Regions from separate parts of the Mus musculus genome. Here regions 2, 3 and 4 are each linked to region 1. The links are chromatin contacts, called in public ChIA-PET, HiCAR-type and HiChIP or PLAC-seq maps. All regions are on one chromosome and are shown on one strand. Each heading gives the region's core, a stretch centred on a gene start, on an enhancer-like site or on the middle of the called end of the contact. The rest is flanking DNA. Distances are from core to core; before and after follow the strand shown. Region 1 holds the start of Armt1 (acidic residue methyltransferase 1). Region 2 overlaps Syne1 (spectrin repeat containing, nuclear envelope 1). Region 3 overlaps Syne1 (spectrin repeat containing, nuclear envelope 1). Region 4 overlaps Esr1 (estrogen receptor 1 (alpha)).

What was found. ChIA-PET counts read pairs in DNA pulled down with a chosen protein or histone mark. HiCAR-type assays count read pairs that join an accessible place to other places. HiChIP or PLAC-seq counts read pairs in DNA pulled down with a chosen protein or histone mark.
Region 2: a contact with region 1 is called in an H3K27ac HiChIP or PLAC-seq map of DN3 thymocytes, with 13 times the contacts expected there. The contact joins the enhancer-like site here to the promoter of Armt1 in region 1. A contact is called at or near these places in 3 of 39 promoter capture datasets (the 3T3-L1 cell line, the C10 cell line and pre-B cells), 1 of 484 Hi-C or Micro-C datasets (uterus) and 2 of 115 datasets of contacts at active chromatin or transcription factors (DN3 thymocytes and large pre-B cells).
Region 3: a HiCAR-type map of astrocytes shows a contact between it and region 1, with 2.8 times the contacts expected there. The contact joins the enhancer-like site here to the promoter of Armt1 in region 1. A contact is called at or near these places in 6 of 39 promoter capture datasets (the 3T3-L1 cell line, the C10 cell line, cranial neural crest and 2 more), 1 of 484 Hi-C or Micro-C datasets (uterus) and 4 of 115 datasets of contacts at active chromatin or transcription factors (the NIH/3T3 cell line, astrocytes, bone marrow-derived macrophages and 1 more).
Region 4: an RNA polymerase II ChIA-PET map of effector CD8 T cells shows a contact between it and region 1, with 5 read pairs. The contact joins the enhancer-like site here to the promoter of Armt1 in region 1. A contact is called at or near these places in 2 of 39 promoter capture datasets (liver and pre-B cells), 1 of 484 Hi-C or Micro-C datasets (uterus), 4 of 115 datasets of contacts at active chromatin or transcription factors (DN3 thymocytes, effector CD8 T cells, large pre-B cells and 1 more) and 1 of 9 other capture datasets (embryonic stem cells).

The regions. Positions count from the first base shown.
Region 1 is chr10:4,431,331-4,433,903 of GRCm38.p6, forward strand. It overlaps Armt1 (acidic residue methyltransferase 1), which reads left to right and starts at 1,275. Exons shown (of 5, transcript NM_024261.2): 1 at 1,275-1,381. The coding sequence starts at 1,341. Rmnd1 (required for meiotic nuclear division 1 homolog) reads right to left here and starts at 1,058. Exons shown (of 13, transcript NM_025343.6): 1 at 936-1,058.
Region 2 is chr10:5,309,307-5,311,879 of GRCm38.p6, forward strand. It overlaps Syne1 (spectrin repeat containing, nuclear envelope 1), which reads right to left. Exons shown (of 146, transcript NM_001347711.1): 45 at 2,382-2,483; 46 at 1-132. Among named protein-coding and RNA genes, the nearest start is that of Gm51757, 16 kb to the right of the region's middle. Within about 2 kb of position 1,290, at least 94 of the 459 cell types and tissues checked have an H3K27ac peak or open chromatin away from gene starts, as enhancers often do. A contact at or near this core is called in DN3 thymocytes and uterus, where this site is marked.
Region 3 is chr10:5,288,293-5,290,865 of GRCm38.p6, forward strand. Syne1 (spectrin repeat containing, nuclear envelope 1) reads right to left here. Exons shown (of 146, transcript NM_001347711.1): 55 at 924-1,280. Among named protein-coding and RNA genes, the nearest start is that of Gm51757, 37 kb to the right of the region's middle. Within about 2 kb of position 1,304, at least 166 of the 459 cell types and tissues checked have an H3K27ac peak or open chromatin away from gene starts, as enhancers often do. A contact at or near this core is called in the NIH/3T3 cell line, astrocytes, bone marrow-derived macrophages and 1 more, where this site is marked.
Region 4 is chr10:4,976,221-4,978,793 of GRCm38.p6, forward strand. All of the region lies in intron 7 of Esr1 (estrogen receptor 1 (alpha)), which reads left to right. Among named protein-coding and RNA genes, the nearest start is that of Esr1, 270 kb to the left of the region's middle. Within about 2 kb of position 1,296, at least 27 of the 459 cell types and tissues checked have an H3K27ac peak or open chromatin away from gene starts, as enhancers often do. A contact at or near this core is called in effector CD8 T cells, where this site is marked.

The DNA.
Region 1 (2,573 bases), core at 25-2,524:
CTAAGGACTTGACTCCCTCAGTGACTTGGTATAATACATATAACCAACACACATCCATCACATCCACTTTGGATTTTCAAGACTGGATTTCTCTGGATAACCTATAATTTCTCTCTTTGACTGGCCTGGAACTTGCTTTGTACACCAGGCTGGCCTCTGCCTCTGGAGTGACAGGATTAATACTTATAACCAACACTCATCCATTCTCTTGCTATTTTTTACTTTGTCCTCATATTTAGCACCACTTACATACCTTGTATTTTTAGCTTTTTAATTCATGCAATGACTACTCCTTACCGTGTGCAGTATGCTAGCTCTGGAAATGAGCAAATAAGGGATAATATATATTAGTTAGCGACAGTGATATCAGAAAGCAATAAAGGAGATTTTTGCCTCTCTTCAAAAGCAGGTTTCTGTGTTTGTCCCCCTATGCTCAGTGACAGTAGTGTCCTTGGGCACAGAGGCGTCAAGTAAATTTTTAAAATGAAACACAAGGGAGCTGCAGTTTTTGAGCATTATCCTTAAGCATAATATGTCCATGTGCCTAAGGATAGCACTAATTGCACTTAGTGTTTTAAGTTGGGAGTGGGACATGGGTAGGCCTAGGCGTTTGACGGCAGGGCTGGGGGTGGTGGTGGACATAACCAAAATATATTGTACATGAGATGCAGAATACCATCAATGAAAAAAGCGGCTGCATCCAGGTTAGATTCAGCGGGTAAGTGGGGCTGACCTTTGGGAGCACTTCTTCCAGTTCCTAAGTTCAAGGTGATTTCATGCACCTTGGCAGCTACTACTATGCCCTGCTTCCAACTCGGCGGGGTCGGGAGTGTTTGGCTTGAGGTGCTTCGGATTCCCGGCTAAATTCCCAGGCCCTGGCCGAAGCCCACACCTCCTCACCAGCTTCTCCGGCTGGGGAAGCGCGAAGCACTGACCTGTGCGCGGAGAGGACGACCGCGACGCCCACGCGCACGCTCCCGCCGCAGGAACCTCTGCGGAAACACACCCCGCCCCGCCCCGCTGCGGCGCAGGCGCACTGCAAGCCCCAGGCCGGCAAGCTGGGACACGTGACCGTCCGAACACGTGACCGCTCCGCGCCCCCCCCCCCCCCTTCCGCTCGGCGGGCTACCGCCTCCGGTCCTCCAGGGCTTCCGCTCGCGTAGCCGGAAGGCCCTTGCGCCCCATGTTCTGACCCTGGCCAGACCACCAAATAAAGTTTCTGAGTTCAAAAGCGCTTAAAAAAAAAAAAAAAAAAAAAAAAAGCTCCAACGCTTCCTTTCTGGAACCGCGGCCGTTGAACCCCGGGCGACGCCAGTTGAGTGGCTTGTGGTGCCGGTGTGATGGCCGAGTCCCCGGCGTTTCTTTCCGCTAAGGACGAGGGGTGCGTCTCGCTTTTTTTTTCTTGCGCTCTTGGGAGAAAAAACCCATGTTGGGTGAGGAAGCTGTGGGCGGTCGGGAGCGCCGGATCCTCAAGCTGAGAGTTCGAGTCCCACCTCGGTGGGAGAGAGCCGGCTCGCTGTGCTGGCCGGCGTCAGGACCTAGCTAGTTCCGCTGTGTACCTTCTTCCTTTCTGTCCCGAATTGAGACGCTGGGGCAGGAGTATTGCTGCGAGTTAAAGCCAGCTTGAGCTCGTAGTGAGTTCGAGCTCACTGTGGGATACATTAGGAAAAAGCTTGTCTCTAACAAGTGAGAAGGAAAGGCGCTGCGGGGGCCAACAATTAGGACTCATACCTACTGCGGTGTGTATTAATGGTATGGGTCAAACTAATAACTCTATATTTAAAAACGTCCTAATTTTGCGTGTGCGCGCACATGCCATTATTCGCGTTAGAGGTCAGAGGACAGCTCTGGAGCCGATTTTGTTCCTTCACCTCTCAGGAGTTCAACGAGAACTCGGTCGCGGGCAGCAGATTTATCATGTGCCTTTACCCACTGAGCCATCTCACTGGCCCCCAAAATAAACATCATTAGAAGTAGTTCTTGCAATTTTCATCTTTAGAGTTTTCCCCCCTATACACACTTCTCATGAAATTTGTTAGGCACAATCGATTCACCAAAACAGCTAATAGCAAAATGGAACAATTAGTGGGACGTTAGTTTACTTTAAATTTAATTAAAATTATTTAAAACTTACAGATCGTTGACTGCTGGAATTTTCCACTTGCAATGTTTTTAAACTGGTTGAGTGCCCCTGGGAAGGCAAACCTGTGGACAAAGGGGGAATTACAATATGCTACAACGCTGAGAGCAAAGTTATAAGTAAGAGCAGAAATAAGCATTGGCTAAGTAGCCAATCTTCTTGTCTGGCTGGATGGTTGGTTTTCTTTTGACACGGAGCTATTGAATTATGTAGTGAAGGATGACCTGGGACTCCCAATACTCCTGCCATTATACTCTGTGTCATTATAGAGGGAGACACCACTAGGCTCCAAATTCATATTTCAAATACTTTATTTTCAAATGATTTAATTAGTTTTTATGTGTTGGGGGAGTGTGGCACTCACCTGTGACATTACCCAGGAATGGACGTCAGAGGACGACTTGTGTAGGGAGTCCCCTTTGTCCTTCTACCA
Region 2 (2,573 bases), core at 40-2,539, 880 kb after region 1:
CCACGCTGTGATGTCCTTGACAAATCTCTCCACTTGGGTCCTCTGAGCCGTGAAATCCTTCAGGGTTCCCCTTGCTTCCTCGGTGATTTCTTTGGCGTGTTCCAGCTTCTGCCTTAAGTCTGCTTCTATAAACTAAATACAAAGCTCAATTTCGTGAAAATCTGGGAGGACGGAAAGCACACTCACCAGCTAGGAATTCTGTTTACGAGTAACTCCATCAAGAACACATTAGGCTAACCATAGAAGCCTCTCCAATACTAATAGCTTTTCCCAGGATGGAAAACCAGGGAGTGTGGGCTGCCGACCATATTGAGCGAGGGGAAAGAGCAGCGTCTCAGCTAACCCTTCTCTCAGAGTGTGGTGTTGATGGAGGTTCCAGGGAAGAGAAGATCACATCGTCAGAGAAAAGCTGGACCAAAAGTGTGCTGTTAATTTTCCTTCCAAGGGACATGCACACGAGCCTGTCTGGTTCCGACTCTGATTGGAGGAAGCCCACCATAGGATTTAATGGGAAAACAATTTTATTCTGTAAGATATTGATTTTCTTCTCCTGGGAGGAGGTATTCCAGGAAAGTTGATTTTGGTGTGTGTGTGTATCCTGAGTTAATAAAAGGACTTATAAGTACTCTAAACTAAGAAAAATGATCTTAATCCCACAACTCAAATATCCGTGCTATTTGGCAAAATCAGCAAACATAAAGACTTGTGTTGTATTCTTTTTTTTTTTTTTTTTTTTTTTTATGTCTAGCTTAGAGCAGCTGCAAGCAAGAAGCTGAGAGGATCTTTTCTTCTTGCTCTGCTGTGAGTTTCTACCCCTGCTTGGCACAGCTGGAGGCTCCACAGGCCTGGAGGGGAGGGGCCAGGGAGAGGCGGGAGAGGCCTCTGAACAAGACTCCAGGAGCTGCCCCACACAGCCCCTGCTTCTCTAGGTCTGTGGTTTTTTTTTTTTTTTTCTGAGAATGCTTTCATTGCTGAGACCAACCCCTTCTCACCTGAGAGCCCCCCTCCCCAGCTGAAGGTCCCTGGAGGATCTTGAGTATAGAGTACACTCTTTCCTGCCCCCTCACTCTCTCTTTTCTCAGCCCAAGGCATCTCTGCTTTCATGCCCCAGAAAGCCTTCTTAGACAACCAGCTGTCCTCACGCTGTGGACTCTAAGGGTGGTCTCTTTCTTCAATCATAACTTTTGGATTGAGCCCACATGCTGATACACACTCTCCCTCCCCCAAGCCCCACAACTGCGGCTGAGATGCTGGCCAACCACACAAGCCTTTACTCTTTGGCAGATACATCAGAAGTCAGCCAGCCTGCCTGGCAGGGTTTAGAAACCAGAGGCTGGTGGCTGCCAGCTGCAAGGGACAAATGAGGCTGCCCTCTAAGTGGTGTCACAGAAATTCTTTTCCTTATACTTGAGGACAATTAAGAGATATCACCTGACCTTCTTGGGGCAGGGGTGGGGCAAGTGGAGAGAAAGAGAAGGAGAGATGCAGAACAATAGTAGCTCACACCCCAAATCCTTGCTAAATCCTCCCTCTGCAATAGCCGAAGGTCCAAATACATGGGACAGAAGTCATCATCCCTTTTTATTCCAACCATGAATAGGAATGGCATTTCCTTTGCTTCGGATAAAATGTCCAACATTCCCATACGTGCCTGAGATCATGGCCAAGCATGGCCTGTCAGTTAAAGAGAAAGTCAAAGACAATGGTACAAGAAGAGAGAACAAATCCATGAACATAACTAATAAATAAATAAAAATAGGCAAAGGCACCCCAGAGGTGTCAGCTAGAAGTTAGTGAGGCTGTCGGCCGAAGTGGTAAGCCTTACAACATTGGGTTCATCCAGAGCTCAGACATTAGAGTAGCCTAGGTTCCCTGGCCAACCCAGCTTCCCCCTGCCCTGCCTTGGTAGTCTTGGGACTGGGACCATCTACGGGGCTATTAAGGGACATTAGTCCTTGCCCTGTCCCCAGGCCCAGTTACTAAATGAATTAACACATTATTAGTAAGATCACATATGTATTAAGAGGCAGGGTTCTGTTCTTGTCTAAGCACGAAATGTACCAAGAAACAATCAAGTTGATACTGCACCCAAAATTCAAAAGGGAAAACTACTCTTATAATAACATTATAATGCTTGAATTGTAAATGTGCCATAAATATTGGCACTCTGAATTCTACTGATGTTAATGCTTATTTCCCTGGATATGAGAAAAAAGAAACCCATGTTTGCCAGGAATTATGATGATATAGAAACACACAAACGCACGCACGCACACACACACACACACAATCCACACACATTCTATATTTTGGGAGCAAGGATGTAAGTGATCGGCTGTCATGTGGTATTTATTAGAAAAGTCATCTGAATTCACACTCACCTGAAGTTCTGTTGGTGTTTCTGGATTTTTCGTTAGTTCTTTAAGATTGTTGATTTTGGAATGTAGATCTTCCAATTTTAAGGCTTTGATTTTAACTTCAGACTATGGAAGCAAAGACACAGGCGAAAGGCATCATTAATCCAAAGACCAGCAGCCAGCTATGCTTGGCCTCTTGTACTAAGAGCGGCCAGG
Region 3 (2,573 bases), core at 54-2,553, 860 kb after region 1:
TCCAGCCTGTCCTCCCCCCCACCCCACTTCTGTCCCTGCACACACACACACACACACACACACACACACACACACACACACACACGTTCATTTAAACAAGACAGCGCTTGAAATACTCTGTGACTTCCTAATGTGCTGGAGCTATTTCGAAATGATTATAACATAAATAGAAGCAGAGACATTGACTTCACTAAACTTCCTTTTAAGGACAGCCGTGATTTTGAGCGTTATAAAGCAGCAAATATTGAGAGCATTGCCAAGGCACCCAAGAGGAATCAGAGAAGTAAGAGATTGGTAAGCTTCAGCCCGTCCCCCTCCCTTTTCTGCTTCCTTTTCTCAGGTTCTAAGAGTGGTAATAGTTTTTTTTTTTTTTTTTCCCTAGAAGGTGTCTAGTAAATGTTAATCTGTATTAACAAGCTAATTCAAGTTCAGCTGTCAAAATCATGAAGAGGATAAACAGACACTGAAAACTATTAGTTGTGGCTCAGAAAATTATCAAATGTGCCTTTCCATGCTATAAACTCAATCACTTAATTGTTTGAAAGAGTTAACTGGCAACGAGGGAGCTATGACTCTCTGTCTATTTATGCCCCTGCCCACAGGGCATTTTCCAAGCTGAATGGCTGATACAGTATTGCAAACTCTTACACCATCAGAAAGAAAGTAAAATATCGCCACCGCAGAAAGAATGTTTTCCAACGGGACATAATAGCATCTCCCTCCTACTTATGCTAACTTATACCAAAGTCTGATTTATAGACTAGGAGGGGGGAAAAGACACTTTGCAAACTTACTGAATACTTTTTTTCTGCCTCTGAGGGCTGCATGTACTTAGTTATCAGAACCCGTTTTTAGCAACCACAGGAGTCGAAGAAATATTTAGCTTATTCACCCCAACGGTAAACAGGAAGGCAACCACTTACTCGTCCTTTGTGCCAGCATTCCAGGATCTCCTCGTCAGAGTTCTTGCCTTCCAGGAGGGTGAGCTGCTGGGCCCAGGTTTTCAGAAGGGTGCAGAACTGTTCCAGGGCCTGCTCGAGTTGGGTCACCTGGCCAAAGAACTCCTGCTCGGAGAGAGCCATTTCACTGACTAGGCTCTCCAGGCTGCTCTGTGTTTGGAAGAGGCAGTCTTCCCACTGCCTCCAGTCGGCGCGCAGGGCCTGCATCTCCGAGTTCAGAAGCTCACACCCACTGGCAGCTGTGTTCTGTTTCACAGCCGGGGCCAGCGACTCCACTCTGCTTAGGCGGCCTGCACCGATCTCTCTGGAATCTATCAGCTCCTGTAATGGAATATTGCCATGGAAACCAAGGAGGCCCTTAGTCACTTGGGCTACCAGTTTTCAACATGTGTGCAGATCAGGACTCTGTCCTGCTATGAAGTTTGAGCAAATGTACACAGGGAATGGCAGTCGTTGTGTCTATACTCTCCTAAGCTATATTAGTAGGAGTCAGTCTCATGAGTGTCTGACTTATTGCAAAATCATGCAGGGCGTCACAGTGTCCGTGCTGCCTGGACGGGCGCTATTTAGATATGTGGAAGTGTAGTGTTCAGCTCCTATAGACTAAAAAGAGTCCTAGAACCCTTACTCACCCTTATGTGGATGGATAAATGAACTGTGCCCTGTCTGTAATCTCTAATTTCCATCATCTCCCATAGAAGGGTGGCTTAAATCATTTCTTCCCTGCTGGGAGTCAGGCTGACCCACAGTCAGAAGAGAACCAGCCCTCCTCAACCTCAGATATTTCTGTACCTAAGGAGGCATTTTTATGGTCACCGAAATTAATAATTCACAGATGAACTTAATTAAGAGTTTAAAGCAAACTCTAGCCTAGGTTTGTTTATTGCTGGCATTTCTCCCTGGGGAGGGGGGAGGGGAGGGGGAGGGGGAGGGGGGAGATGAAACCCCTTCACCAGAAATGTGGCAATTCAGATACCATGTTTAGTGCTGAGGCTCACATAGAGAAAGGATTTTATGATATAATTAGAATATTCATTGTGAAATAGGCAAGTCAGGGCATGTCCTTGAAAATTAGGTGCTTCTAATGACATTTGTTCTTGTTAAAGTGGTCGTTCTGGTGCAAACATAACGTGTATTGCTAAGGCTTGATTTTGTCAGTGTTAAAGCAAAAATTATGTCTTCAGTCCTGGCTAGGTAGAAAGAAAGAAGATTATTAGGGCAGAAACAAGAGACAGGAGAGGAGGAGGAAGAGGAGGAGGAGGAGGAGGAAACAAGACCAATTACAAGCTAACCACAGAACATCAGGCCATTGAGTTCATACATGTATCATGGAAGTATGAAGCAGAATAGGTATTTTAACTAGTCCATATTTAACTAGTCCATATAACACACTTTGCATTTTACTTGATTAGCCTGAGGTTAATCTGTCTTCTCACAGGTACAAACAATAAAGGCACACTTTGATGTAGATCATTTACAGTGCCCAATTATATGGCAGTCAAAAGCACAATAACGTGAGACATAATTTTACACATGTGTAGGCGTATTCTTACACATGGTAGTTTATGTGTATGTAGTGAGCCTTTCTTGGCAGCAGGATTCTAAAAGTTATGT
Region 4 (2,573 bases), core at 46-2,545, 540 kb after region 1:
AGATTTTCTAAATATTAAAACCATCTAATTTTCAAAATTTTACTTTTATTTTTAATTATACATATATAGAAAAAGACTTACATATTTGTATATTTTATGTATACTAGTACTTTTGTCTACACAGCAGACATGGGTACACCTACACACCAGAAGATGGCATCAGGTGGTTGTGAGCTGGCATGTGGGTGTTGGGAATTGAACTCAGGACCTTTGGAAGATCAGTAAGTGCCATTGAACACCAAGCCATCTCTCCAACCCTGCTCATTTTTCACTTTTAACAAATCACTTCCCAACTTTAGTTTTTAGTTTGCACATTTTAGTAGAAGTACATTTGGTGTGGGAATGAGGTATGGTGGTTTGTAAAGCTATTGGTACATGTTCACTTCTGCTCCACCAACACCATATCACACTGTTATCAATGACCGTGAAAGATGCCCACACACATGAGCCACTGTGTCCTGTGGACCATGAGGCTGGTGAATAGAAGTTGCTGGAATGAGTAGGGAGCTGATGGCTTCCTTTTGCCCACACCCTGCTGGTGTTCTTAAACACCCACAGTCCAGGATTCTGCACATGTACTATATAAATGCTTCCTTTGGAAGCCAACACTCACTAGAATTAGATTCTATATGTAGGTGCTATGTAGCTTTATATTGTGCACTGATACCATGACAGTGAACTCCCCTTGCATGGTCTCAGTGATACCTGTTACGTTCTACCACTGATTTAAAAATAAAGCATTATTTTAAAAGAGCAAGACAAGCTATTGAAGAATTCAAGCACATCATGTTAAGAGACCCTTTTAGAGGTAAAGGACAGGGCTCCTCCTAGTGACTTTGCTAGCACTTGATTCTGGGACTTTTGGGGTTGGACAGTCTATGTCCTAGTCTCTGATGAAATTGGAAGAAGCAGTATGACACATGACTTTACCTTCAATCCAACTGCATGTTTCACTAAAAAAAACTGGGGGCTGAGAGTTCAAGCTGTGCCCTACTCAATGAGCTCCTATGAATCAAGAGAAGTCTACATCTTAGTTACCTGCAGACAGACCTAGACGTGGCTCTGAGTCATGGACAGGAGTGTCAGGCAGAATCTCACTGTTTTCATGGACAACAGTGATGAGTGACACCAAAATGTCAAATTATTTTTCACTGTGTCAGGTGAAACACTGGCCCTTCCTACCGGAATGAAGGGCAGTATGAATTACTGAGTTAGTTGAGCCTCTGTGTTCTGTGAAAGCAGGACACATAGAACCTTCTAGAGAAATTGTGGTCTTCTGGTATTGTCAGGCTTTGAGGCTCATTTATCATTGTAGTTACCTCTGCAGCTAAGTTTAGCTTGGTGGCACATCAGGGTTCTTTCCAGCTAAGGAAACCGCTGGGTAAATTTTCAGTGACACATCGGTAAACTTAGTTTCCTGCTGAAACCACAACCATGGAGTCTCAGAAATAGGAACTACCTTAGAGATAATGGAAATATTGTAAGAAAATCAATAAGTAATGTCTTCATAGCAACCTCTGGATCCTTTGAAGGGCCACCAGGTTCACCAGGTGCATTTCTCACTCAACCACCTGGGTGTTGACAGTCTGATGTAACAGGAATAAGAGGCGCTCTCTGGATTTTTAAAAACATTTTCATTTTTTAACTGGTTTGCAAAAGTGATGAGCACCCAGTGCTTGGAACTTGGAAAATACAGAATAAATACTGAGAAAAAACCATCTCTCAGAGTATCCCAAATTCATCCCATGAAAGTAATCACTGTTAACATTTTGGTGAAAGTCTTTATCTAGTTAAAGAGACTCATAGAAGTTAAGCATAGTGGCACATACCTTTAATCCCAACACTTGGGAGGCAGAAGCAGGTGGATCTCTGTGAGTTCAAGGCCAGCTTGGTCTACAGAGAGCGTTTCAGGAAAGTGTTATATAATAGAGACACTGTTTCAGAAACAAAACAAGCTGGGCGGTGGCGGTGCACGCCTTTAATCCCAGCACTCGGAAGGCAGAGGCAGGGGGATTTCTGAGTTTGAGGCCAGCCTGATCTACAAAATGAGTTCCAGGACAGCCAGGGCTATACAGAGAAACCCTGTCTCGAAAAAAATACCAAAAAAAAAAAAAAAGGAAACAAAACAAAACAAAAAGAGACTCACAGAAGACCTCCTGTCATTTCAAGTCTTTTTGGCTACACTATCCTCTGACTTTTTTCAAAAGGCAGGATTGCTCCTAAATTGCTCCTAATGTTTTGTCAGTATGAAAATTAGTCTAGAGATCTCAAATGTCCAAGAAGATGAGTCTGCTGGCCATCATTTCTAGTTTTCCTGCAAACCTTGGAGCTAAGAAATCCTTAGTGTAGTGTTTGAGTGCTGAGTGAGAGGTCAGGGGAGTCTGGATTCGAGCTCAGGCTGTGACACTTATTTAGCAGCTGGATGAGGAACCGTTTGCCTCTCTGGAAACATCCTCTTGCATTTGTAAGCCCTGGTGCTTCAACCTCCTACAGCCCTACAATTAAAATGCAATTTGCATTTATTTTCCTTTTTGGATGTTTTGATTTTACTGGGATGAGGGGAGTGGTTCAGT